3 separate regions of the Mus musculus genome follow, and all the other regions are linked to region 2. Evidence: chromatin contacts called from public HiChIP or PLAC-seq and promoter capture Hi-C data. All regions are on one chromosome and are shown on one strand. Each heading gives the region's core, a stretch centred on a gene start, on an enhancer-like site or on the middle of the called end of the contact. The rest is flanking DNA. Distances are from core to core; before and after follow the strand shown. Region 1 overlaps Kdm1b (lysine (K)-specific demethylase 1B). Region 2 overlaps Nup153 (nucleoporin 153). Region 3 holds the start of Tpmt (thiopurine methyltransferase).

Region 1 (4,087 bases), core at 1,248-3,747, 380 kb after region 2:
TCTTGTGATTCTCTGTGGCTTGCACTGGGTGGTGATGTCACTGTAAGCTCCTACAATAAGGCTCTTCCTAAGGTTGGCATTTCAAGTGCCACCTTTTAAAATTACAACTCAGCTGGCCATTCGACTGAGCTAAGTCTGTCTGCCTACGTCTTGGTGTCTAGGATAAAATGCTACTTGTATTTCCCTGCCAGGTTGCTCCTGCTAATGTTGGCTAGATGTATGGCACTCCTGAGTCCTTGTACCTAGGCCTTCCAGCTGAATCAGGGCATAGCTACAAACTACCCAAATATTTTTATTGGGCGGCTAGCACTCATCACAGTTTGTGTTGGACGTCTTCTCCAAGATGTGAGCGAAAGCTTTCCAGCCCAGGTGGGGAGGTAGAAACCTGTGACAGACTGTAACTTGCTCTCAGCTGCTTCTGCAGAGACTGAGCCTCATTGTCCACCAGGGTGTGTTTATACCACGGGACTGGTGGCTTACTCAAGCGCTTGTACTTTGCTAGGGAGACTTGTAGGTTTAACTTCTTGCTTAGGAGTTGAGTCAGCTGTTGCTAACAACTGCCTTGGTCACGTGGATGCTGCCCACATGTGAACAACTGTAAACTTTAGGAGAGAAGACGCTTTATAATTTGAGACTTTGGGGCATCAGAAAACAGTGACAAAATTCCCAGAACAACTCTGGGCTTGCTTTGCTTCCGGAATCGGTGGTTAAACCAATCATATGGAGGAAGTGCTTGAAGACGAGAGCAGATAGGACGTTTTAGAGTTGAGCTGCATTCCGCCTGCATTCTGTGTCATCTAGTCCTGAGATACTGAAAGGCAGACAGACAGATTTCCCTCCTTCCCTCTCCCCACAGAGCTCCCTTGCCACTGCGGTTTTCCCAAGCAGTTGTACACGAGTCTAGGAAGTGTAGCCCGCCTGACTTTGCCCCTCTGCTGCTGCCTCTGCCCACAGCACAGTGGTCAAGGCCCCTGCTTGTGCTGTAGCAGGGGTAGCAGAGATCCCAGGAAGCCCGGGGGCAAGGCAGGCGTTACCTGTTCTGCTGGTGCAAGTCTTTGTATATGTGGGGTGATTCTGGTGATGAGTTAGCAGTAATAACTTCTTGATTGAGCCATGGTTCTAGAACTAGAACTTTCTGAACAGTAAGGTGAGACCCAACAGTTCTCCTTGATGGCTTGGTTTTATTAGGTGGCCTCATGGATCCTTTTCCCGCAGTGCCCATAGGTCGTTTTAGCCATCTAAGTGCTTGTATTATAGGCCTGTGCTGCCACACCCTGCCGAGTCTTTAAAGAGTTCAGTTTGACCTTTAGGACCACCTGGAACCCCTTGTAGTAAAGCCCTTTCTGCTTTAAAGGTTCGCATGTGGTTCTGTAGCTATAACCCCAGTAACTTGTGACTTGCTTAATCGGTTTTGGAGCATATCGTTGCCTCCTAGTTTTAAGTATTACTCTGAGCCTGAGATTAGTGAAGGCAGGTATTTCCTTTCTGCTATAGGCCGTTGACAGGGATGGTCTTGAAAAGGACAGAACAAGCTGTGAGAATGTCGGGCTCTCCTCCCTCCCTGTCTGTCTTCAGTTTTGGCAGACAAGATCTCACTGTATATCTGATTGACCTAGAACTTGTAATGTAGTCCAGGCTGGCAGGATCATCTTGTCTCCATCTCTGGAGTGCCGGGATCACAGATGTTCACCATCCTGCTTGGCTGGGCATTTCCATACATAGCACTGCTTTTTAGAGCTAAAGTCTGCTACCCTCCTGACACAGCACTCTTATTAGCCACCAGGAAGGGTCTGTATGTGCATTCCTGTGTAGATCCAACATCCACGTACCCAGACACTCTTGTGCAGTGAACATCCTGAGTGGTCCCTCAGAGATTGCAGACCATGAAGTGGAGTGCTGACGGTTTTACGACTGCAAGCAGAGAAGAAATAGATAGTCAGGGCTGGTATGAGCCCCTGGGAAGTGTGGGTAATTCCTGCTGCTGTGTGTGTTACCTGTTCATTGTTTCCCACAGGTGTTAGTCACTGTGCCATTGGCCATACTACAGAGAGGTGCCATCCAGTTTAATCCACCATTGTCAGAAAAGAAGATGAAAGCCATCAACAGCTTGGGTGCAGGCATCATTGAAAAGGTGACCTAAGTTTCCCCTTAGCCTCAGAGTTCAGAGATCAGTGCTGGCTGATAGTTTTGTTTGGATAAGGACCTGTTGTACAATTAGGCAAACAAAGGGGAGCAAGAATAAAACAGAGTGTAAAACAGAGTGTACTCTATACATGTATGAGCTGTCAGATATCCAATTCAGTCCATTAAAAAAATGGGGAAAAAAGATATTAAGAAAAAGTTCAGCCCTAGTTTTTAAAAATTCTGATGTAATTTGGATAAAAAAAAAGCCAACTAGATTCCGTTTTGACTTCTAGGAGCCTCCTAGTCAGCTCTCTCTAACCCTCAGAGAGGGCCTCATGGACCCTAGACTGCTTTCAGACTATGTAGCCTAGGGGTAGACTTGAAGTCCTTGTTTTCCTGCCTCCACCTATCTAGTGCTGAGATGATCAGCACGGTAGTGCCCAGCAGGGGCATGAGTCTGCTTAGCTGAGTCTGGCTTTGCTAAGGTGGCCCTTAGTTTGTTCTGCTTCCATGGCTGTCCTCCCTCCCAGGGAGCCCAGTGGTTTGTTCTTCTAGCCTTTGTGGTCTCCTTTAGCAATGCCATAGGTATTGGAAAGCCTCTTTAGTGGCATGGAACTTGTGGGTAAGTAAGAAGCTCCAAGAACTGCTGAGGTGGGAAGCACGGGCAGTTCTGAAGCAGGCGGGATTGTTTGAGTAGACACACAGGGTAGGTTGCATTTAGAGATGGCCTGTGACTGACAGAGTGTGCTTAGCCATTTCTCTGCTCACTTTCCAGATTGCCTTGCAGTTTCCATATAGATTTTGGGACAGTAAAGTTCAAGGAGCTGACTTTTTTGGCCATGTTCCTCCCAGTGCCAGCCAACGAGGCCTCTTCGCTGTATTCTATGACATGGACTCTCAGGTAAAATTCTGTGGTGTGGTTTGAGGGTTAGGGGTGGGTGTTATGTGCCATGCTCAGGAGGGAATGAAGATTGTGTCAATTCATGGTATGTAGGGACAGTGCCTTGACTGGGGCATTTCCTACGGAGGAGTCCTAGTTCTTGCCTGGCTTTCTCAGAAGTACCAGTTCTGTCCTGGGGTATGACTCAGTGCTCCAGAAACCTTAGTTCAGGTTGAAAGTGAATTGCTCAGGTACGGTCAGCAAGAGTGGACCAGACTTCTTAACTATTGTCTCTACTGAGCTAGAAGGCTGGATACAGGAGGTTCAGGTGCGGACTGATGGGAGGTAGCTGTGTGAGAGAGGTGGAGGAGCCCCAGGAGTACAAAGCCATGAGAAGCTGCCCTGCAGCTGTGCCGCCAACAGAGGAACTTGGCCGCTATTTCCTGCTCTTCCTCACGTTGGGGAAATGACTTAAGGGGGGTCTCACATGGAAGCGATGGGAAGGTTTAATTATCCCTGCAGATTTTTCTCCATCTTTCTGTTGCTTCTTACCCAATTTCATAAATAGCCAAGGGAGGGAACCTTGAATCTGACATGTTATTTCATGAGTGTTTTCTTCTTTCCAGAAGGGGGCGGTAGAGTGTGTGGGAGGGTAAGTAGTGTGCATGCGGAGAACTGATGGGGACAGAAGTGAAGAGAAAGAACAGTGGAATGGAGTGAAATGAGCTTAGGAGAATGAGGCCCTTGTCTGTGGAACTGGGCATTTAGAGCAAGTGTCCTGTGCTTTTCCCTGTGTGCTTGCAAAAGCAGCAGAGTGTGCTGATGTCGGTGATCACAGGGGAGGCAGTGGCGTCCCTCAGGACCATGGATGACAAGCAGGTGCTGCAGCAGTGCATGGGCATCCTTCGGGAGCTGTTCAAGGAGCAGGTGAGACTGGAAGCCATCTGCATTGGGGAACACAGAGGGGTCAAGGCAGGAGGCCACATCGTTCCTCCTTAAAGTTTCCCTTTCTCCACCTTAGTATCAGGCCACAGCCAAATGCCACCGCACAGGTGCTGAGACTTAGTTCTGCCAACTCAAGGT
Region 2 (3,964 bases), core at 1,387-3,886:
GTAGCTTTTTAATATTAATTCATAGAATTCCTTTGCTCCCGAGTAATTTACTTCCCGATTCAAAATTTCATTTCACATCTGTCAACTAAGAATTCTAGTTCCTCCATGCTTTTTTCCTGGGGTGAGGAAACAGTGCCAGATGGAAAAAGTCAAATATTTTGGAATGAGGATTCTTACAGCTCACTTTTAATTCCAGAGCAAATTAGAAATAGGAAGACAAGATCTAAAAGCTCAGGAAAGAAATCCAGCCAGTAAGTCTCACATTACAGAAACACCTGCATACCCACAGCTAATGCAACAAAAACTAAGATATACCTGTTATTTGCTATCTGTATTACTATACACTTCCAAAAAGAATTTAAAAATAAATCTGCCATAATTCTTCTTTTAAAAAAATTTTAATCCAAATTCCATTTTTGTAACCAAGTTAAGAGTTTTTCACCAAAAATTAATTGTATGTATGTATGTATGTATGTATGTATGTATGTATGTATGTATATAGTCATTAACAATCTGGTGGACAGCACATGGCTACAGATGGCACCAATAATCCTCAGAAACAGACACTAGCTTAAAGCATGAGTGCCTACGCCTTAAAGAACCCCCTGTAAATAACCACCATCATTTCTACATAGACAAAAGGAGACACAGTATGAAAGCCTGAGAAAGGCTGAACCACTGCAAGCTTTCAGCACTTCATTTGTTAATATTAATTATCACAAAAATAATTCTAACACTACACAGAAAAAGAAGACATAGAATTAGTTCACAACCTAGTCTAAGAGAACAAGTAAGTCTTAAGTCTAATCAAGAGCTGTAAATCACAAGATAGTTTTTTTAAAAATTAAGACATAAGAAAATGTTCATCTGGAGCCATTTAAAAAAAACACCAGGATTCCTCTTAGCCGTTTCATAGTTAAATGTTCTACCAAAGTAATGAGTAAAACTATTTCATATAGACATAAAACGTACCTGGTTTCTCAGATGTACAGGAAACACATCTGTTGTCTTCTGCCTTATTACAAACACAGCAGACTGGACACTCCCAAGAGCCCACAGGCCTTTTGAATTTATCTCCAAATCCTAGTGTACCAGTTGTCACAGTGGTAGAAGAGGAAGCAGTCACAGGACTTTCTGAAGCCACTGTCAATGTAAGGGCTCGCTTCACACCAGTGCCAGGCTTAGGTGTCTCACAGGCTACACATTTTACTGCTTCGGGCTTATTTTGCACTAAACAGGTATCACAATCCCAAGTTCCTATTGCTGGTTTAAATTTATCTCCAAAGCCTGTCCCTGATGTAGAGGCTGGTTTGTCACTTTTGCTTGGTGTCCCAGTCCCAGTCTGTTTAGCAGTTTCTTTCAGGGGCAGTTTTGCTGCTTGGCAGGCTATACACTTATTGTCTGTGACTTTGTTCTGGAGGAGACATGTGTCACACTGCCATGATGATCCAGCTTTTAAACTTTCTCCATACTCAATTCCACTAGAAGAAAAAGTACTTATTGCTGGTCTTGTATAAACTATTGAGCTTGTGGTAGTGGGTTGAAGAGCAGGAGAATCAACCTTTGGTGATGCGAAACCTACAGTGAAGAAAGAAAAGAATGTTCCTTTAAAACAAAGAAGTGAAGCTAATCAAATCATTAACTACAACATTATGGGGTGGGGTGGGGGTTTACATTATTATCAAGGGTTAATACAATCTGAGAATGGTTAATGTTCTTTTAAAATTAACCTATACAATTAAAATTCTATAAATATAGAAACAGGTCATCTTCACATAACACATCCCTTTCTCTAATTTACTGTCAGACACCACTGCTAATCCACACTTTATTCTGCCTCCCTACACAATGAGCTTAATACTCATGTCTTCCTCCTCATCCATTCTCTCTTCCAGGTATTCCCACTGCTATGTCAAATGACTTTAATATCTATGATCATTAAGTACTGCCTAGTCAAAATCCACTGTTATCTTCTACATTAAGTCTGGCTGAAGGCCAGTGTAAAACAGGCATTAATTGTTTGATGTATATCTCCGCCATCTCTCCAGGATTGGATATTTACTAGCTAGCTGAGGTCAACCTTGAGTTCATCACCACTTGCCTCAATCTCTTAAGTGTATACCACCTAAGCCTAGATCAAGGATTAGCTTTAATTAGTAAGCTTTAAAACTGCATAGTTTGATAATAAATTCCCAACAAAAATGTGGCAAACCCTCTAGACATGCCTAAAAACTAAGTGATTAAGACCCTGTCTGTCAAAAAATAAAGACCCTGTCTGTCCTCACAAAGGAGGAATTTTAGTGACAAAAACCCAAGTCAAATACATCTGTCATCAATACCACACTTTGGAGTACTTCTCGAATTTTGTAAAAACTGAAGGTTTATTTTAACAAAAATATTCACATGGAACTATGGTGTGGAAGTAGGGAGTCTAATTAAACTCAATGTACTACTGACTCAATGCCTAGGAAACGTCTTTATTTGAAACAAGCTACATTCCATATAATATACACCAACACCATCAGGAATCTGGTTCTCCAGCCTTTAGTACCACAGAAAAGAAACTGGTATAGTCTTTCTGGTGTTGTCAATATATTTTCCAGCTAGGCATAGGAGGGCACTCCTTTAATCCTAACACTCAGGAGGCAAAACAGGCAGACCATTGTTTAAGAACTGCTTAATTAACATAACACTGAGCTTCCAGGCCAGCCAGGGTTACAGTTAGAACCTTTATTCAAAAAATAAGAAATAATAATAAATCAAAGAATTCAGTGAATTACTTTTAGCTTAAAGGGACAACAAGCCATGAGCTTTCATATGCTGCTCATGATTATTAGCAGTTCCCTATCAGTCAGGCTGGCATAATCCCAAAAGCAATGTTCCCTGGGAGCCACTGAAGGGTTCTTTTCCTTCCATTGTCAGATTTTCCAAATTCCATGCAAATGAAGTCTATTTTTTTTTCTGTTTAAAGTTAACAAGATTGCTGGGAGGTGGTACTTGGGAGGCAGAGGCGGGATTCTACAGAGTGAATCCCAGGACAGTCAAAGTTAAAAGAGAAACCCTGTCTCCAAATAAATGAATGGCCCCACCTGCTAATTGGTAATTCTAGTCCATGTACTTTGGAGTTTAGTTACAGCTCCTGTGTAAGCAGCATGTACTTACTATCTCTAAAGGGAAGAAACTAAGACCAAACCACCTAACCCTTTGGACCTTGTTAAAGAAGCCAATAAGGTTATATTTTAAACCTTAACCCAGTGTATACTGAACACATCTGCTGAGTAAATCTGCTATGAGGTCTATTAGGTTAGCTTATAAACAACTTGATATTCAGAACTATTCATTATAATTCAAACTATTCATTATAATTCAAACTATGAACATTCTCTTCTGATTCAAATTGAAAATGTATCCCTACTTAATTTCTAGTCATCCTCTTCAAGTTTGTTACATGTTACTCTAACCGGATTATTACAGATTTTTTAAGAGATGTGTCAAAGTATACTACACCTGAGTACATAAAAAACTTTGATCATGCTGAGTGGTGGTGACACACACCTTTAATGCTCAGGGGGCAGAGGCAGGATGAGTTCAAAGTCAGCCTGTTTAGATAGCAAACTCCAGGAAGACTAAGGCTACACAGAACACCTGACCACCACCACCCTAATTTAAATAAATAAATAAATAAATAAATAAATAAATAAATAAATAAATAAGACAAATACTGCACTACTATCCTTCAAATATGCTACACTTAAGCTAACTTAGCCTAGTGGTACATATTAAAACTGGAGGAAAATGTGAGATGGTGGTAGTTCAATGATCCTATCAGTGAAAGGCATGACAATAAAAGACAGTAAAAGTGAATCATGTTCTATATTCACCTCTTGAGATAGATTTGTCAATTAATGCAATCCTTGAATGACAAAGAAATGAAGATTTCTAAGATAGCTCTCATAAAAGAATT
Region 3 (3,965 bases), core at 125-2,624, 350 kb after region 2:
TGGCAGCATGCCTTCAATCCCAGCAGTAGTTAAGAGTACTTGTTGTTCTTGAAAAGAACCCAGTGCAATTCCCAGAAACCACAAGGTGTCTCGTGGCTGTCTGTAACCCCGTTGCAGTGGATCCAATACAGGCAAGACATTCGTTCATATAAGGAAAAAAAAAAAAAAACTAAAAAAAAATTCCACAGTTCCAACCTGCCCTTTAAATCATTGGTGATCATATGTCTTGAATCTGTGAACCAGCAAACATGTCACAAAGGCAGTAATGTAAGGAAATGTCCTGTTGTTGCATGATTTAGCTTCTGTGCTTAGGATTAAAGAAGGACCATCCCCATCAACTCTGGGAACGGAAATGCACTTCACAGCCAAGTATTTGCTAACAAAAGGCTTTTCCCTGATGCTCATGTCAGGGGGCAGAGTCCAGCATTCTGAGAGGTCGGAGGGAAGTATGGGATTATTGTGGATACAGAAAAGCAAGAGAATCGCTCTCCTCCCATCTCCACTCTCTATCAGAAGCTGTGATGCCCAAAGGTGCCCTACAGAAACAAGGGCTCTCCTGAACACAGAAGAAAGATCTTTAGCCCACCCAGCTCTACCTCACCGAAGCTGGGGCTGTTAAACACAACCACTTAGCTGTTGTAACAGCGCCTCAGAGTGGTGCTCACTGATCATTTTTTGAGAAAAAAAAAAATTCTAAAAACAATAAAGGTGCAAAGTACAAGGTTGAGAAAAGACAGATCCGCAATAACTCCCACTAACAAACGTTTACGTCCAATATGCCTACCTAAAAAACATCTTTTTCTGCCTAGGATTTTTTTTTTTCATTTTTAACAGAGGGTCTATCTAGAACTCACTATATAGTACAGGCTGACCTCTAGCTCGCCCTGATCCTCCTGCCTCAGCTTCCTCGTACACAACAATGCTTGGGTTCTGCTTTAGTTTTATTTTTGAATTTCATTAAACTGAAAAGCTAACTTCACTGAAGTCCACAAATCTCCAGGATGGCTCAGTATTTTACACGTGGACATTGTTATCTGAAACACACCACTAAGCAAGGGGCTACTTAATACATCGGACTCAAAGCATTTCTAGTCTGATCATTTATTCCCAGTTTTTGCTGCGGTTATCGGAACCCCTTTTCGGGACTCAAGTAGCTGGGTCATCCATGCTTTTCGGGAGCCCCATTCTGAAAAAACGCTGTAACAGGCTCACACAGTCTTAGCAGATGACCGCCTTTACTACCGGTTGAGAACTTACTTACCTTGGCTGCAGCTAGCTGCTTACCTCTCAGACACTAGCCCGCCTTTGTAAGCCGGGAGCTGTGCAAGGACTCACAGGCCCCGCCCCAGGGGCGAAGGCCCCGCCCAATGTGGTCTGATCCCACCCCGGAAAAGATTATCCAGGCTCCGGTCCTATAGGCCCTGCCCGGGGCGTGAGAACTCTGCCCAGGACACGCAGGCTCCGCCCAGCGTGCAGACCACGCCCAGGGCGCGCAGGCCCCTCCCAGGACCCTGTGACCCCACCCAGGCCGCCCAGGCCCCACCTTCAAACCTAAGCCCCGCCCCGAAGCAAGGTCTCCGCCCAGAACGCGTAGGGCCCCGCCCTTAGCAGCTGCCGAGATTGCGCAGTGGCGGAAATCATCGGGGCGGGGCGAGCGCCGGGACCCTCCTGCTCCCTGGGCCTGTGCGCTCCTCCCACTCCGGGTCACGGCGTGATAGGGGCGGAAGCGGCGGCGGCCGAGCTGCTGCAGCTGGCAGTGCGGATCAGGCCGTCCGGTGCAGCCCGGTGCAGCCCAGGGCAGCATTCGCCCCCTGGCCAGCGCTCTGAGGTAGGGACTCGAGCCTCACGCGGGCGCGCTTGGGGGTGGCGGCGGGCTTCGGGTGACAGCTCCGCACAAAGCGGCCGGCTGTGTGTTGAGCCTGGTCTGGAGGCGCGCGCGTTCCCCGGGGCTCCCCGGCGTCCCGCGTTTGGAAGGGGTGGCGTGGGGGACCCTGTGCAAGCCGGGGCTTCCCGCGCTGGGCTGCGGGGTTGCGGCGCCGCGGGCTTTCCCACTCGTCGCTCTCTTGGAACCCTGCAGGGAGCTGCTTGCGCCTCGGCCGGGCGGAGGTGAGTTGGGCGGCGGCTGCACCTGGCACTCTGGCGCCGGCACCAGCTGCGGACCGGGTGGACAGGACCCCAGTCTGGATTTCCACTCTGGGCTATGGGAACCCCGCAGCCTGGAGGAGGGGTCTTACTCTGGGATTCCACCCAGCGCTGTAGGGAACCCATCTACATGGAGGCAGGACCCCTTTCTCTGCTCCCACCCGGAGCTGTAGGAGCCCCTTAACGTAGAGGAGTTACCCCACTGTAGGAATCTCTTAGCCCAAAGGAGGGAACCCCACTCTGGGCTCCCACTCGGGGCCGTGGAAACCACCCCCCGCCAGTCGCGAAGAGAGACCCTAGGCTGCGGTCCCACTTGCGGACCAGGGAACCCCGTAGCCAAAAGGAGGGACCCTATACTGTGCTCCCACCAGGGACGTGGAAACCCCGCAGCCAGGAGGGGGGACACCAGACTGCCTTCCCCACTCAGGGTGGTCGGGAATCCCCAAAGCTTGGTAGGAGGGGCCCAGGCTTCCCTTCCCGCTCTGTGGTGGTGAGGAGAAACCCCACGCTGGGCTCCTGTGTGGGGCAGTGGGAGCACCGCGGCCAGGAGGAGGGATCCCAGGTTGCGATCCCCACCTTGGGCAGCGAGGCGCCGTCAGGTTCGCTGGTGTAGCGGATACCTTGGGCATCTGCCGCGAGGGCCGCTGATGAGGGCTCAAGCAAGCCTTCCTTGGGATTGCACACCACCAGGTCCCGGTCCATATGGCTGATAGTCGGCGCAGCTGGCCTGTAAGAGAAGCAGGCCCAGCTGCAGAAAGTTGGGGTTGAGTGATCTGGAACCCAGCCACCGAGGCCCAAGTTCTCGAGCAAGCAGCAGACCACGCCAGGTGTGGGGAATCCCTTTCTTAACCCAGGCACAGCTCAAAAAGCGTTGGTTAGTCTTCAGCCTCCCAACTCAAAGCAATCCTTCTGCCCCAGCCTTTCTGCAGCAAATACAAAGCCACCAACCACATCTGCTTTGAATGCTTACACAATATATTGTGGAATCCTTTCGGAGGTTTTCTTCAGAGGGTATGTGAGAAAATTCTCTCGTCAATAATTGTCTTCCACACGGGGAACAGTTGAGAAAAGACGCAGGGCAATAGGGAATTAAGAATTGAATTATTGGGTTGGGTGTTGAATATTAAATTATAGCACTGGGTCTGTATTTCCGTAACTCAGTTTATCTTGGGAATATGACGCACTCAGCTTGCCTATTTTAAATGACCCATGGAGATTTCAGTTTCTTTCATTAACAGAGAAGTTTCTAGTAGTTTGTCCTGTTCTTACAAGTAATGCTGCCTCCACCGTAAATTTTTACTCTTATTTTCGATTCTTTTGAACTCCAGTTTTTATGAATTTTATGTGTTGGTGTTTAAACTCTTCAATAAACTACGTTCAGAACACCTGGGAGTTATTTAAACATAATTCTAAATACTGACATATTTGCATGTATATTCACTTTTAACACTTTTTTTTAACCAAAAGAAAACTAAAACTCTTCATTTAAAATTAGGAAGAAATAGACTTATAAAACTTGGACCACGAAACTCTAGTCAGTTAGGTGTCTTCACTGAAGAACCAGGTGGGAGGGAGCAGCCAGAGGCAGGGCTTCCACCTGCAATCCCAGCATTCTTGACACAGGCAGGAAGATTGCCAACAGCTGGAGTGGCCAGGGATCCACGTAAAATCCCCGTGCTAACAAGAAAACCAGGTAGGTAGGGAAGGGTTCACTGTGCTTGTTACAATAATACTTTATTTCTAGGAGCATGTTTTAAAACACACTAGTTTGCAAACTCGCAACTCACATTGTTTTCCCTTCGCTCTAATGAAGACCCAAGGAC

What was found. HiChIP or PLAC-seq counts read pairs in DNA pulled down with a chosen protein or histone mark. Capture Hi-C pulls out chosen DNA fragments and counts their contacts.
Region 1: a contact with region 2 is called in a promoter capture Hi-C map of liver, with 2.8 times the contacts expected there. The contact joins two enhancer-like sites. A contact is called at or near these places in 18 of 484 Hi-C or Micro-C datasets (LSK cells, cranial neural crest, embryonic fibroblasts and 10 more), 4 of 115 datasets of contacts at active chromatin or transcription factors (all in embryonic stem cells) and 4 of 9 other capture datasets (adipose tissue, embryonic stem cells, liver and 1 more).
Region 3: an H3K4me3 HiChIP or PLAC-seq map of embryonic stem cells shows a contact between it and region 2, with 10 read pairs. The contact joins the promoter of Tpmt here to the enhancer-like site in region 2. A contact is called at or near these places in 3 of 39 promoter capture datasets (embryonic stem cells and hippocampal neurons), 9 of 115 datasets of contacts at active chromatin or transcription factors (embryonic forebrain, embryonic stem cells, forebrain and 1 more) and 3 of 9 other capture datasets (adipose tissue, liver and pancreatic islet).

Annotation. Positions count from the first base shown.
Region 1 is chr13:47,075,369-47,079,455 of GRCm38.p6, forward strand. It overlaps Kdm1b (lysine (K)-specific demethylase 1B), which reads left to right. Exons shown (of 21, transcript NM_172262.3): 17 at 2,015-2,131; 18 at 2,900-3,025; 19 at 3,815-3,931. Among named protein-coding and RNA genes, the nearest start is that of Dek, 29 kb to the right of the region's middle. Within about 2 kb of position 2,498, at least 3 of the 459 cell types and tissues checked have an H3K27ac peak or open chromatin away from gene starts, as enhancers often do. A contact at or near this core is called in liver, where this site is marked.
Region 2 is chr13:46,692,540-46,696,503 of GRCm38.p6, forward strand. Nup153 (nucleoporin 153) reads right to left here. Exons shown (of 22, transcript NM_175749.2): 16 at 973-1,578. Among named protein-coding and RNA genes, the nearest start is that of Fam8a1, 25 kb to the left of the region's middle. Within about 2 kb of position 2,637, at least 23 of the 459 cell types and tissues checked have an H3K27ac peak or open chromatin away from gene starts, as enhancers often do. A contact at or near this core is called in embryonic stem cells and liver, where this site is marked.
Region 3 is chr13:47,041,843-47,045,807 of GRCm38.p6, forward strand. It overlaps Tpmt (thiopurine methyltransferase), which reads right to left and starts at 1,375. Exons shown (of 9, transcript NM_016785.2): 1 at 1,262-1,375. It overlaps Kdm1b (lysine (K)-specific demethylase 1B), which reads left to right and starts at 1,657. Exons shown (of 21, transcript NM_172262.3): 1 at 1,657-1,828.